Regions from separate parts of the Danio rerio genome. Here all the other regions are linked to region 2. The links are chromatin contacts, called in public HiCAR-type maps. All regions are on one chromosome and are shown on one strand. The core of a region is the stretch at or near the end of the contact, and the rest is flanking DNA. Distances in the headings are between cores, read along the strand shown.

What was found. HiCAR-type assays count read pairs that join an accessible place to other places.
Region 1: a HiCAR-type map of caudal fin shows a contact between it and region 2, with 7 times the contacts expected there. The contact joins the promoter of gnai2a here to the promoter of inka1a in region 2. A contact is called at or near these places in 8 of 18 Hi-C or Micro-C datasets (caudal fin, embryo, hematopoietic stem cells and 2 more) and 2 of 4 datasets of contacts at active chromatin or transcription factors (caudal fin and embryo).
Region 3: a HiCAR-type map of caudal fin shows a contact between it and region 2, with 18 times the contacts expected there. The contact joins the enhancer-like site here to the promoter of inka1a in region 2. A contact is called at or near these places in 10 of 18 Hi-C or Micro-C datasets (caudal fin, embryo, fibroblasts and 3 more) and 3 of 4 datasets of contacts at active chromatin or transcription factors (caudal fin, embryo and gastrula embryo).

What each region holds. Positions count from the first base shown.
Region 1 is chr11:37,233,214-37,237,617 of GRCz12tu, reverse strand. It overlaps gnai2a (guanine nucleotide binding protein (G protein), alpha inhibiting activity polypeptide 2a), which reads right to left and starts at 2,322. Exons shown (of 9, transcript NM_001001818.2): 1 at 1,680-2,322. The coding sequence starts at 1,797.
Region 2 is chr11:37,364,762-37,368,772 of GRCz12tu, reverse strand. It overlaps inka1a (inka box actin regulator 1a), which reads right to left and starts at 2,510. Exons shown (of 3, transcript NM_001079988.1): 1 at 2,424-2,510; 2 at 2,232-2,285. The coding sequence starts at 2,234.
Region 3 is chr11:37,541,312-37,545,662 of GRCz12tu, reverse strand. No RefSeq gene overlaps it. Among named protein-coding and RNA genes, the nearest start is that of traip, 15 kb to the left of the region's middle. Within about 2 kb of position 2,777, at least 15 of the 62 cell types and tissues checked have an H3K27ac peak or open chromatin away from gene starts, as enhancers often do. A contact at or near this core is called in caudal fin, where this site is marked.

The DNA.
Region 1 (4,404 bases), core at 1,073-3,572, 130 kb after region 2:
GCTCTGATCCTTCAGTATTATAAAGCAACCTATGATGCAGTGAATTGAATGATAGAGAACACATAATAATGTATATTAGTTTTGGGTCACTTATAAAATTTAGAAAGTCTGATTCAATTTCTGAAAGTCTAAATGAAAATGATTACAATAACAAAATGAGTTGGTGTGTCATTAGTGAAACAATAATACTAACATGTTGAGTGTCACAAATGTCTTCTCATCTATGACGCACACGTTAGTAACTTATTCAGCAAGAAGCACCTTAAAGAGATAGTTTAGCCCAGTAATGTCCAAAGTCGGTCCTGGAGAGCTGGTGTCCTGCAGATTTTAGCTCCTACTTACCTCAACACACCTGAATGGATGTTTCTAGAAAGCCAAGTAAGAGCTTGGTTAGCTAGCACATGTGTGTCTGATTGGGGTTGGAACTAAACTTTACAGGACACCGGCCCTCTAGGACCGCGTTTGGGCACCCCTGGTTTAGCCAAAAATGTAAATTCTGTAATTTAGGCTACTCCTCACTGGTTCCGACCCTTTTTGAGTTCAATTCACCTGTTAAACACAAAAGACGATATTTTAAAGAAAGCTTTAAACCTAAAACCATTGACTTCAATAGTAGGCTATTTGTTTTTTCTAATTATGAAAGTTAATGGTTACAGTTTTATAGCTTTCTTCAAAATATCTTGGCTTGTGTTTAACAATTCAATTTGATTTCAATTTGTCTTTAATTCTGTGTGTGTCAAAGCAGCTTAACATAGAAGTTCTAGCAAAACAGAATAAAAAAAAAAAAATCACAAATCTTTGGAACCACTTGAGGGTGAGTAATTACCAAATACATTTTCATTTTTTGGTGAACTATCCCTTTAATGTGAGCTCAACTTCGCCTTTATAACAAATGTTAACAAATGATATACAGGTGACGCTTACAGCAAATAAGGTTGCTGGTTAGAGCCTCGGCTGGGTCAGTTGGCGTTTCTGTGTGGAGTTTCCCCCACAGTCAAGACACATGCGGTATAGGTGAATTGGATGGGCTAAATTGTCTGTAGTGTATGAGTGTGAATGAGTATGTTTCCCAGAGATGGGTTGCAGCTGGAAGGGCAAACGCTGCATAAAACATATGCTAAATAAGTTGGCGGTTCATTCTGCTGCGGCAATTCCAGATTAATAAAGGGACAAAGCCGAAAAGAAAATGAATGAACGAAAAATTTTTACATGCTACAACAGGGGTGTCCAAACTCGATTCTGGACGGCCACTGTCCAGGAGACCTTAGCTGCAACCCTAATCAACCACACCTAAACCAACTGATTAAGGTCTTACTAGATATACTTCAACCTTTCTGGCAGATGTGTTGAAGCAAGTTGAAGCTAAACTCAGAAGCACACCAGCCCTCTTGGACCGAGTTTGGACATCCCTGTACTATAATAAAAGAAGAAAAAAAAAGAAATACAAGTACCTGAAACTAAATAACTAAGCAAGTGAACACTTTTTTTATTGTTGTTGACCTTTTCTTAACATCCGTTGACTGTTTCTCGAGGGCCACACCTGAGGAAACCTGACACACTTTGCCAACAAGGCACTTAAAATAAACTTTTCTTGACCCAAATTGACACTTGCAGACGTGACAAAGTGTTTATACGTGTGCTATGATGTACAGACCGGTTATCCGGGATTCGTTACTCACCCAATAACAGCAGTTTCACTTCCTTGGCGGCTTTCTCCCCGTCCTCGCGCAGATTTCTGTCAATCATTTTGGACCGCTCCAACGCGGCTTTATCTTCCTGGCTCACGGTACAGCCCATGGTTCCGAATGCGCGCTTCAGGGCGACGGATTTATGAGTATAGATTTAAGAGAAAAAATGAAAAGGTATTACCCTTTTAAAGCGAGAGGAGACCTTAAAAATAGTCTTCCGTGAGTAACTTCCTCTTTTGGCTTTGAAAAAACCCGACTGTCGCAAGTCCAAGAAAAGGAAATGTCCTTAAGACACAAGTAGCTCCAAAACCGTTGTTTTTACGCGTCGGAAATTTTTCAGCAAACCGTATGAGGTTTGGGGCAAATCTGAACTGATATATTTGAATGAAATTTGAACAACACCTGGAATCTGTTGACGTTTAACGTTAAGGCTCCCGAGAGAAACCAAGTAACCAGACGCTGGAGTTTTACATCACGCGAATGGGGAGGGAAAAACTTACATCCACAAATACAAAAAGTTTGCCCCAAAAAAGTTTAGATCAACCCCCTTGTGCTCAGGTATGAAAAAGCAAGACGATCGGTGAAACGTGCTGCGCCTGGAAACGTGAATGAATCCGAAAATGCAACAAAAAATGTCCGTTGTGCTCCTCGGTTAGTCCTTTCGGTGGTCGCCGAGGATTTAAAGAGCACGCGCCCGTTAGAAAGCAAACGCTGAGTGGTTTCTGATTTCTGTGAGTGTTTTCACAGCCGCCACACCCCAGTCTGCTCCGAGAAGTTGCTCTCTCTGCCACACACACATACATACACACAGTTCAGAATTGTTGGGCTCCTCGCGCACTGCCAGCCAGCCCCTCTGATACGCCCACCGCGGGTGCTCATGGGAAATGAAGTTTGCACGAACCAATAAATTTGCATTCAAACGAACTTGAATAACAAAATAACTGATAATTATTCACAGTGTGACTCTACTTACTATGTCTTATTTTATATTGTAGTTCAGTATTTATGATATAATATGATATATAAATATCACGTTATTATATAAATATCACGTTTTGGCGACATGGTGGCTCAGTGGTCAAGAAGGTTGACGGAGTCCCGACTGGGTCAGTTGGCATTTCTGCGTGATGTTTGCATGTTCTCCTCGTTTTAATTGCAGATTGAATTTAATTGAGTGTATTGTATAAGTGTGTAAGTATGTGTGGATGTGTGTGGATTATATGTTAATTTCTGTTTTTTGATGTGTATGTTTTACACCTTTTATTTTATTTTCCCTTTATACGCCTTTTTATTATTTATTTTTGTACTCTTTTATTTATTTATCTTTGATTTATGTAGGCCTGTTTATTAATTTGTTTATTTTATCCACAATTTTTTTCATAAAGTTTAATAAAAGTAATTTAAAAAAACTCTCCTTTCTTTTTTTATTATTATGGATGAAAGTAGGGGCGACACAGAGGCTCAGTGGTTAGCGCTGTTGCCTCACAGCAAGAAGGTTGCTGGTTCCAAAGACATGCGCTATAGGTGAATTGAATAAATTGGCCATAGTGAATGAGTGTGTGTATATGGATATTTCCCAGAGTCCACTGTGTAAAATATATGCTGGATAAGTTGGCGGTTCATTCCGCTGTGGCGACCCCTAATAAATAAGAGACTAAGCCTAAGAAAAATGAATGTACGGATAAATGTATAAACAAAAAGAACATAGAGCAGATAAACAAAAACACTTGACCCTCAGGAATAAATCTGCTGGAAAGATCCAAAAGAGGATCAAAAACTATTTTAATGAAAAGTTCAAATAACAAAATCAAAAGTTCAAATAACTAAATATTTGTCATCTGAAAAACATTTTAAGAAAAAAAAAATGTTTTCACCATAAAGAATATTTTGTAAAATGAAACGTTTTTATGGATGCTAAAGGGATTATAAAGCCAAAATGTAGCTGAAAACAGTTAACCAAAACAAGTGGAAGACAATGGTTGCTGGTTTTCAGCTTTCTTTAAAATATCTTCTTTTGCGTTAAAAAAAAAACTTAAACTGGTTTGGAACATTCATTCATTTTTCTTCGGCCTAGTCTGATTTATCAGAGGTCACCACAGCAGAATGAACAGCCAACTATTCCGGCATTTGTTTTACACAGCAGATGCCCTTCTGGTCACAAGCCAGTGGTTCGAGGCAGGATTCAAACCAGCAACCATCTTGCTGTGAGGCTAACCACTGAGCCACTGGGTTTGGAACATCTCAAGGGTGAATATTTGATGACAGAATATTGATTGACATTTTGGCTGAACTATCCCTTTAGAAGTTCTTCATGAAACCATCAATGACAATAAAAAAGCTTTATGTGTGGTAGCAGTAACAAACATTGTAGCAAATCCACATGATGTTTCACCTGGAATAAAACAGCACATAAGGCACACATAGAGGAAAACTTTTCATCAGTGGTATCCCTGAATAGTTTATTATATTATTTCTAATTATTTCTGTCACTTTTCTTGTTTCATTGTTCAACTTTAAAGTCATCTGGAGAACATCTAAAATATTAAATAGCTTATTATATTTATATTTTATTTTATGAAGTAAATTATTAATTATTACCATTAATTAATTACACAGAGAGCGTTGGTATTTAAATGTAAACGTAAAATATATATTAAGACATAAATGAAGTATGTGTGAAGTAGTACAGCTGACTTGTTTTGTTATTATTCAATGA
Region 2 (4,011 bases), core at 1,261-3,760:
TTACAAAACACATTCATGAAATATGATCTTTCCTTAATATTTAATGATTTTTTGCATACAAAACAACTGATAATTTTGACCCATACATTGTCTTTTGGGCTATTACAAAAAATACACCCATGCAACATAAGACCTGTAGTATGTACATACAATATGCATTTACATAATAGGATACAATTTGGATGTACACGGTTTGCATATATACAGTATATCCTTCTTTATTTATTCATGCTAAAATTTGACTTCATTTTCGTTCAATTTATGATAACTTGCTATTAATATTTAAATAAAACATCTCATCTCAAATTTGGGTCACACTCCCTTCGATTTTGTTTTCCTCGTATTGACTAATCGTGCTCCTTAGACAGGCTTGGACCTGCAGGAGCTCTGTTAGAGAGGGCATGGCTCTATTTGTCTGGAGGAGCTGAAAAACCACTCTAATCTATGCAGAGGGCGACCCAACAACTGATGAATGCACATTATGTGGACACACTCACGCCCAGCTATCAGAAAGGATGGATGACTACCACCTTCACATCTAAAATCTGTTAGAATAAACCTGTTAGTAGCCACACCTGGAAAACATCTTTTCAAAAGAGCAATTACCACACCTTCAATCCATACTGTCAGACACATGTACGAAAACATACAAATCATAATCAAGTAACGGAAGGTTGATCTCTTACTCACTTGAAATAGACAAAGTGACTCATTTTTTTGCAAGGAAGCTTCTTAGACTGAGGACTGAATTGAACTCAGTATCAAATAGTCAAGAAAATGGGGAAAATGTGACCTCATGAGTCTGTTTTAAATGATTCACTACAGGCTTAGTTCCAGTTCCAAACACAACGAAAACATTACTGCAACACACAATGTTTTAGTAAGACGTAATTGAGAAATTAACCAAAAAGCCGAAGATGTGGATCAATTCTAATAGCAAATTTGGCACAATAATACAAACTTTACCAACATTGTAAGTGTTAACACCAAAGTCTTCCCACCTTTTGAAGCTTTTCTAACTTTCTAATCAATAAACACCGTAATAACTAGTATTTTCTGAATCTAAACACACCAGAATAAAGCCACAAAGGCATGCACACAACTGAGTGTTGGCATTATTTCAATGCACAGATTGCTGCGAGGTGCAGATGTCATTCCATATGCTGAAATTTCAACAACGGACATTTCTTCACTGCAACTAATCCGTTGCAACAGATTAAACATACAGTGATGCCCAATCAGTGGAGCTTTATCTATTTTAATTAAATACAACTCACGATCTCACTATCTATCCATACATCTATCAAACTGAGTGCGTTTAATATCAGTGATGCCAAATGTAAAAAGCAATACCACATTTAGGACGACAATCGTGCAACTATCTATCTAAGTATCTATTTTACTATCTATTTATTTATCTGTCTATCTATCTATCTATCTATCTATCTATCTATCTATCTATCTATCTATATTAAGCATGAGCTACTTTTCCTTTTTAGGCTAAAGATTTATATAAAAATATTAAAATACTTAATGTATATACTTAAATAATATCCATCTATCTATCTAAGCTTGAGCTACTTTTCCATCTTACGCACTTAAAGACTTATTTACTGCAACTAATCCTTGGCAACAGATTCGTACAGTGATGCCCAAAAACTCCCAAAAAGTGTGGAGAGGTGATATTTTGGACAAATGCCTACCATTATTCACAAACAATGACAAGAATCCGAGATGCCAAGTGTAAAAGGCAATATCAAATATATAATGACAGTTGTGTAATCCATCTATCTCTCTAAGCATGAGCTACATTTCCATCTTTCACACATAAATATTTCTTCACTGCAAATAATCCTTTGCAACTGAATACACATAAAGTGACGCCCAATCAGTGCAGCTTTACCAATTTTAATTAAATACAAAGTCCCAAAAAGTGTGGAGAGGTGATATTTTGGACAAATGCCTACCATTATTCACAAACAATGACAAGAATCAGAGATGCCAAGTGTAAAAGGCAATATCAAATATATAATGACAGTTGTGTAATCAATCTATCTCTCTAAGCATGAGATACATTTCCTTCTTTCACACATAAATATTTCTTCACTGCAAATAATCCTTTGCAACTGAATACACATACAGTGACGCCCAATCAGTGCAGCTTTACCAATTTTAATTAAATACAAAGTCCCAAAAAGTGTGGAGAGGTGATAATTAAGAGAAATGCTTACCATTATTCTTAATAATGACAGTCCAGAAATGAAGTCCAGCAGTTTTAGATACTCCTGAAAAAGAAATGAATGCTTTATTAGTCATAAAACACAGTAAACTAATACAATCAATTTAAAAATGAATTTATTAGATGCAAGGAACTATAAGCAGATAAACAAAACAAGCTCCTCAGATGGAGAATCAAGACTTACATTTGCTGGAAAGCCCCTCAAAAAGAGCAAAATCCTTCTGTACAATCCTGTGCAGATGTGGCTCTTGTTACTCAAACTCCAGATCCTGAGCCCCTCACTGCAGCCCAGCGCATATGTGCTACTCCAGCATGCGCGTCTCCGCCAATCGCAGAACAGCATCCCTGCGCTCTCCAATCAAATCATCTCAGCGAGAGCCAATCACGGCTCGCATGAAATCTGAGCGCTCATTTCCTTCCTCTATCAAATTTTTGAGTGATGCCAAGTGCAAAAGACTGTATCAAATGTATAACGACAATTATCTATCTATCTATCTATCTATCTATCTATCTATCTATCTATCTATCTATCTATCTATCTATCTATCTATCTATCTATCTATCTATCTATCTATCTATCTATCTATCTAAGTATGAGCGACTTCCATTCTATGCTAAGGATATGTTTAAAAATACTGAAATAGTTAAAGAACGTATATAATTAAATAACTTTATTACTTAAAATATTTCAATAGTTGTATTATTTTTATTATTAGTGTTTTTTTTCATGCGTTGAATTGTTTGCATGTTGGTACGAATGTTAAGTATCAAACATTCTCTAAACAAACAAACAAAAGCAGACCAATAAATAGCATGGTTTTGCTACATTAACCATAGTTTAATGATGATATTTGAAGCAAAACTATGTTTATGCAAATAGTAATCAATGGATTGTGCAAACAAACATGTTACTACGTTTTAACTATATAGTAAAAACGTAGTTCATTTTTCGTGAGGGTTTAACCGTGAGTAATGCAAATATGACCACAAAGAACTTGTTATTTGATCCCTTGTTATTTATTTTACAGTAAAAAAAGTCATATTTAAGCTCAAATATGTGGATATTACGACATTAAGCAGCTGGTTCCCTCAGGAGAAGAAAAATCGACTAGGGCGTCTTTTACTATCTTTGATTCTTAAATATCTTAAAAAGCACACATTGACAGATTTATTCACCTACCTTATTATCAGCATCCACGAAAACTTATTTATACGACATTAGGAAGAATCAGTCAAAATCACAGCGTGTTGAGCAGCGTCATCTGGCGGTCGGAGAAAACGCAGCAGAGTCCATCTTTTTTTTTTTAGCAAATCGATTCTTTAAAACTATTACACATGAAACGACGATTGCTGCATTGCTGGACCACAATCATTAACTTTCAACCCATAAATGATATAGCACAAGGCACAATCAGTCAGAGTCAAAGCGTGTTGATCAGCGCTCTCTGGGGGTCGGAGAAAACGCTGCAGAGTCAAATAATGTTAACGAATCGATTCTTTTGAACTTAAAAACATGACACGATTATTTCATAACTGGACCGCAATAATAACTTTAACGCCATAATGGTATAGCACACGACACAAATAGATAAAAATATATTTAGAAAAGACACATTCTTAACTAATGCAATGAAATTCCCAAAAGGTCTCCACGTGGAGCTGATCACGACAAACTCAAGGTGTTTATTGTTTTTAAAGTTAAATCTTCCCATTAATCATCCACACCCCTATTCTTTATTATTCTTCCACCCTCATCTATGACACATTAGGTA
Region 3 (4,351 bases), core at 1,528-4,027, 180 kb before region 2:
ATTTCAATCGGGAATTTAGTAATGCAAATGTGCTGCACTGAAGCTAGACAAATGACAAATGCACACCTTAAAGGAACATTCCACTTTTTTGTAAATAGGCAAATTTTACAAGTCCCCGGTTTAAAAATGAGTTTCAGCATTTTTTAATTCATTCAGCCTATCCCAGGGTCTGGAAAGAGCACTTTTAGCTTAGCTTACCATAGATCATTGAATCGGATTAGACCATTAGCATCTCGAAAAAAAAAATTCCTATTTAAAGCTTGACTCTTCTGTAATATCGCATCATGTACTAAAACCAATGAAAATATATAAAAAGTTTGTATTTTCTAGGTCAATTTGGCTAGGAGGGAGGCTCAGTGGTTAGCACTGTCACCTCACAGCAAGAAGGTCGCTGGTTTGAGTCCCGGCTGGACCAGTTGGCATTTCTGTGTGGAGTTTGCATGTTCTCCCAGTGTTGGCGTGAGTTTCCTCTGGGTGTTCCGGTTTGCCCCACAGTCCAAAGACATGCGCTATGTCAGTTGAATAAATTAAGTTGGCCTTAGTGTATGTGTGCGAATGTGAGAGTGTATGGATGTTTCCCAGTATTGGGTTGCAGCTGGAAGAGCATCCGCTGTGTAAAATATATGCTGGATAGTTTGGTGGGTCATTCAGCTGTGGCAACCCCTGATGAATAAAAGGACTAAGCCGAAGGAAAATGAATGAATGAATTTGGCTGGGAAGTATACTCTTATTCTGGCGTAATAATCAAGAAAATTTTATGCTGTACCATGGCTTCAGCAGGCGCAATGATACAAAGCTATGATACGAAGTGATATGGAATGGAATTGTTGGAATAGACAGTTTTTCTGTTTTAGACTTTCTGTAGCTGAAATAGTTGTTGCACTAGCATAAGCAAATAGTGGTAAAAATGAATTCCTTCAATGCCATGTTATTTACATTGGATAAAAGCATCTATCAAATGTAAATGTATGTTAGCGTTCATGCGTTTACAACTGCAGGTGACAAAAAATGCAGAGCTCACCTAAAACACTTTTTCAATATATACTCTGAAAAATGCTGGGTTGCTGTAAACCAACAATGGGTCAAATATGAACAAGCTTAACCATTGGGTTACAACAACCTAGAACGTTTAGAGTGTAGTTATCATAATCTCCAATGCTCCAAAAATTTGGAATTGTGTCCCAAATAAAGTAAAAGAATCTCCTAGAATTCATGTTTTGAAAAAAAAAAAAAACGTTGAGACGTACCTTTTTAAAATTGTATAAGTATAACAGCATTTGAAGAATATCCATTTTCGAAGATCACGGCAATTCGTAACTTTTTGATTTAGTTGCTAATTCAGCTGAAATCATACAATCTCACTCATCCATAAGGGTGGGGTTTGGTACCACGCCTTCTTTTAAAAATCGTACATTTCCTTATAACTGAACTTGTACAAATTAGCCACAAAACTGGCAAAACTTAAAATAGTTACGTTTCCTCATGAGATCAGGCTGGCATTATATATATATATATATATATATATATATATATATATATATATATATATATATATATATATATATATATATATATATATATATATATATATATATATATATATAGTGGAGGTGACACCGTGGCTCAGTGGTTAGCACTATAGCCTTACAGCAAGAAGGTCCCTGGTTCGAGTTTGGGCTTGGTTAGCTGGTATTTCTATGTGAAGTTTGCATGGTTTCCCCATGTTCGCGTGGGTTTCCTCCAGGTGCTCCTGTTTCCCCCAAAAGTCCAAAGACTTGAATTGGAAAAAACTAAATTGGCCATAGTGTATGTGTGTGAATGAGTGTGTATGGGTGTTTCCCAGTACTGGATTGCAGCCGAAAGGGCATTAGCTGCGTACAACATATGCTGGATAAATTGGCGGTTCATTACGCTCTGGCAACCCCTGATGAATAAAGGAACTAAGCCGAAGGAAAACGAATGAATGAATAAATGTATATTGTGTATGTATGTATGCATGTACAGTTTGTGCATGTATATACACATGTAAATACTACTGTGTGTAAGTATATGTATATATGTGTTTACATGTATGCATTTATCTGAATATATATTTGTTGTTTGTTTTGCTCTATTTGTTTATACTCATATTGATATTTGACCTGATATTGATGTTGTTTCTTACTTTTTTGCTTGTGAAGTGCTTTGAGCTGTCTTTATGTTGAAAAAGTGCTATACAAATAAAAGTTTATTATTATTATTATTATTATTATTATTATTATATTATTATTATCTATTTCTAGCTTTCCTGTCCCAATCAATGGGCCATGGGAGCTACAAATAGACTTGGATTTGTTCTTTCCTTGTTTAAATCACATAACGAATCCATGTATGTGTATACTTAAATGTTTTTGCCTTCCTATCTCCTCAAAACTTTCCTTCTCCAATTTCTCCGAATGTTTCTCACAATGTGTTCCCGCCAGATCACTGCGCTCGCTTTATAAGAACCATCTGGGGCGACTCGTGCTCCGTAACTGTTTTCATTAGGTTAATGAAGCTGTGGAAGATAAGATACAAGGTCTTTTTATGGACCACGAGGCTCATGGGAAAGCAGAACTGGCAGGAAGAAGTCCCACAGAACATACTGAGGTCCAGCTGACCCCTCGCTCTATTCCTGTTTCATACAAGGGTCGAGACGAAAGTTTAATAGCACAAAATATTTACTGGCACTTTTAGCAATGAGTTAAGTCGCTCACTTCCTGTGGAGGGCAGCAGCTGGAGCTCCAGTATAAACATCTGTGGCTGATTTGGTGGTTCTGCTCCTCTGGGCTATTTTAAAGCAGATTCTGGAGTGTTTACATAGAGCCTGTGGGGGAACGGCCAGGCAGACAAGCATGTGAACCGAAGCTAAAGCAGGACAGGGTCTTCGCTGGGCCTCCGTTTCCGCTATTATATGTCTATACAGATCTGGAAACTAATCATAGATCATGTAGATTTGTGTTGAGATCTATGTGCAAATGCTTTATCGCAGCTAACCTCCTGCGAGGACACTTGACAGGTGGTATAAGCAAGCGAGAAGTGAGCATGCTGAATTTTCTCCTCTTAAATAACAGGGTTTGCTGCCTTCGGCTAAAGTTGCATCATGTTCAAGTATACGACACCAAAAATATGTGTGGGTAGAGATGTGCACATTTACATTCCAGTTTCCTGGAGACAGATTCATGAAAACTTTCTTAAGAAGCTAAGAAGTTGGGAAGAATGTTTGCAAGTACAAGGGTTGAACAATTCTTGAGACATTTTTAAATATTTAAGATTATTTGGAAAACGGCGGTACAGAAAATGGAAATACTTACCTCAGCCTACTTATTTGTGAAATCACAGGTTTGGCGGTAAAATGAACATCACTAGTATAACCAACTGCTTTTGCTCCTTTTCACACTAATGATATTTTCAGCAGCATATGAATAAGTAAGGCATTTTTTTGTGCAGTTTTTGTGTAAAACAGCCAAATAAATACCACAAAACAACTTAAAGATATCTATGATTTGCAATCTAGTACATTTGCCTCACCTATTGTATCTATCTCTATATGGAGAACTTTATATATGATCAGTTTGCTTCGTAGCTAAGGTGTTCACAGTTTCAAAAGTGGGATAAAAGCAAAGTAAAATGAAGGTAAACTTATATGGTCACAATGCACTTTTTCTCAATGACTTACATGGACATCAATAATCAGATTATTTGCCTTAATCTGATTAAGACAGGGCAATGTGGTGGCGCAGTGTGCAGTGTCGCCTCACAGCAAGTTCAAACCTTGGCTGGTTCATTTAGCATTTCTTTGTGGAGATTGCATGTTCTCCCCATGTTTGCATGAGTTTGGGTGCTTCTATTTCCCCCACAAGTCCGAAGACATGCAGTATAGGTGAATTGGGTAAGCTAAATTGTCCATTGTGTGTGTGTGTGTGTGTGTGTGTGTGTGAGAATGAGTGTTTGGATGTTTCCCAGTGATGGGTTGCAGCTGGAAGGGCATTCCCTGCGTAAAACATATGCTGGATAGCTGTCGGTTCATTCCATTGTGGCACACACACCATTAAAAAGGGGACTAAGTCAAAAAGAAAATGAATGATTAAGACAATAATATGATGAAGATGTTTACATGAGTTGTTTTTAGAATGTTTGAACATTTCTGCCTGAATTTCGTGTTATTTTGGGGGTTTCATTTTTACATTTTTGACTAACTGCAGTTTGGCACTTTCACTTTCATTGAGGAAGATTTTACTCAATCCCACATGACAAACCAGTTATTGAATGCGAGTATGAACTGCTGAAAGAGTGTTGTTTTAATGGAATTTCACAATTTAACAGTGTTCCT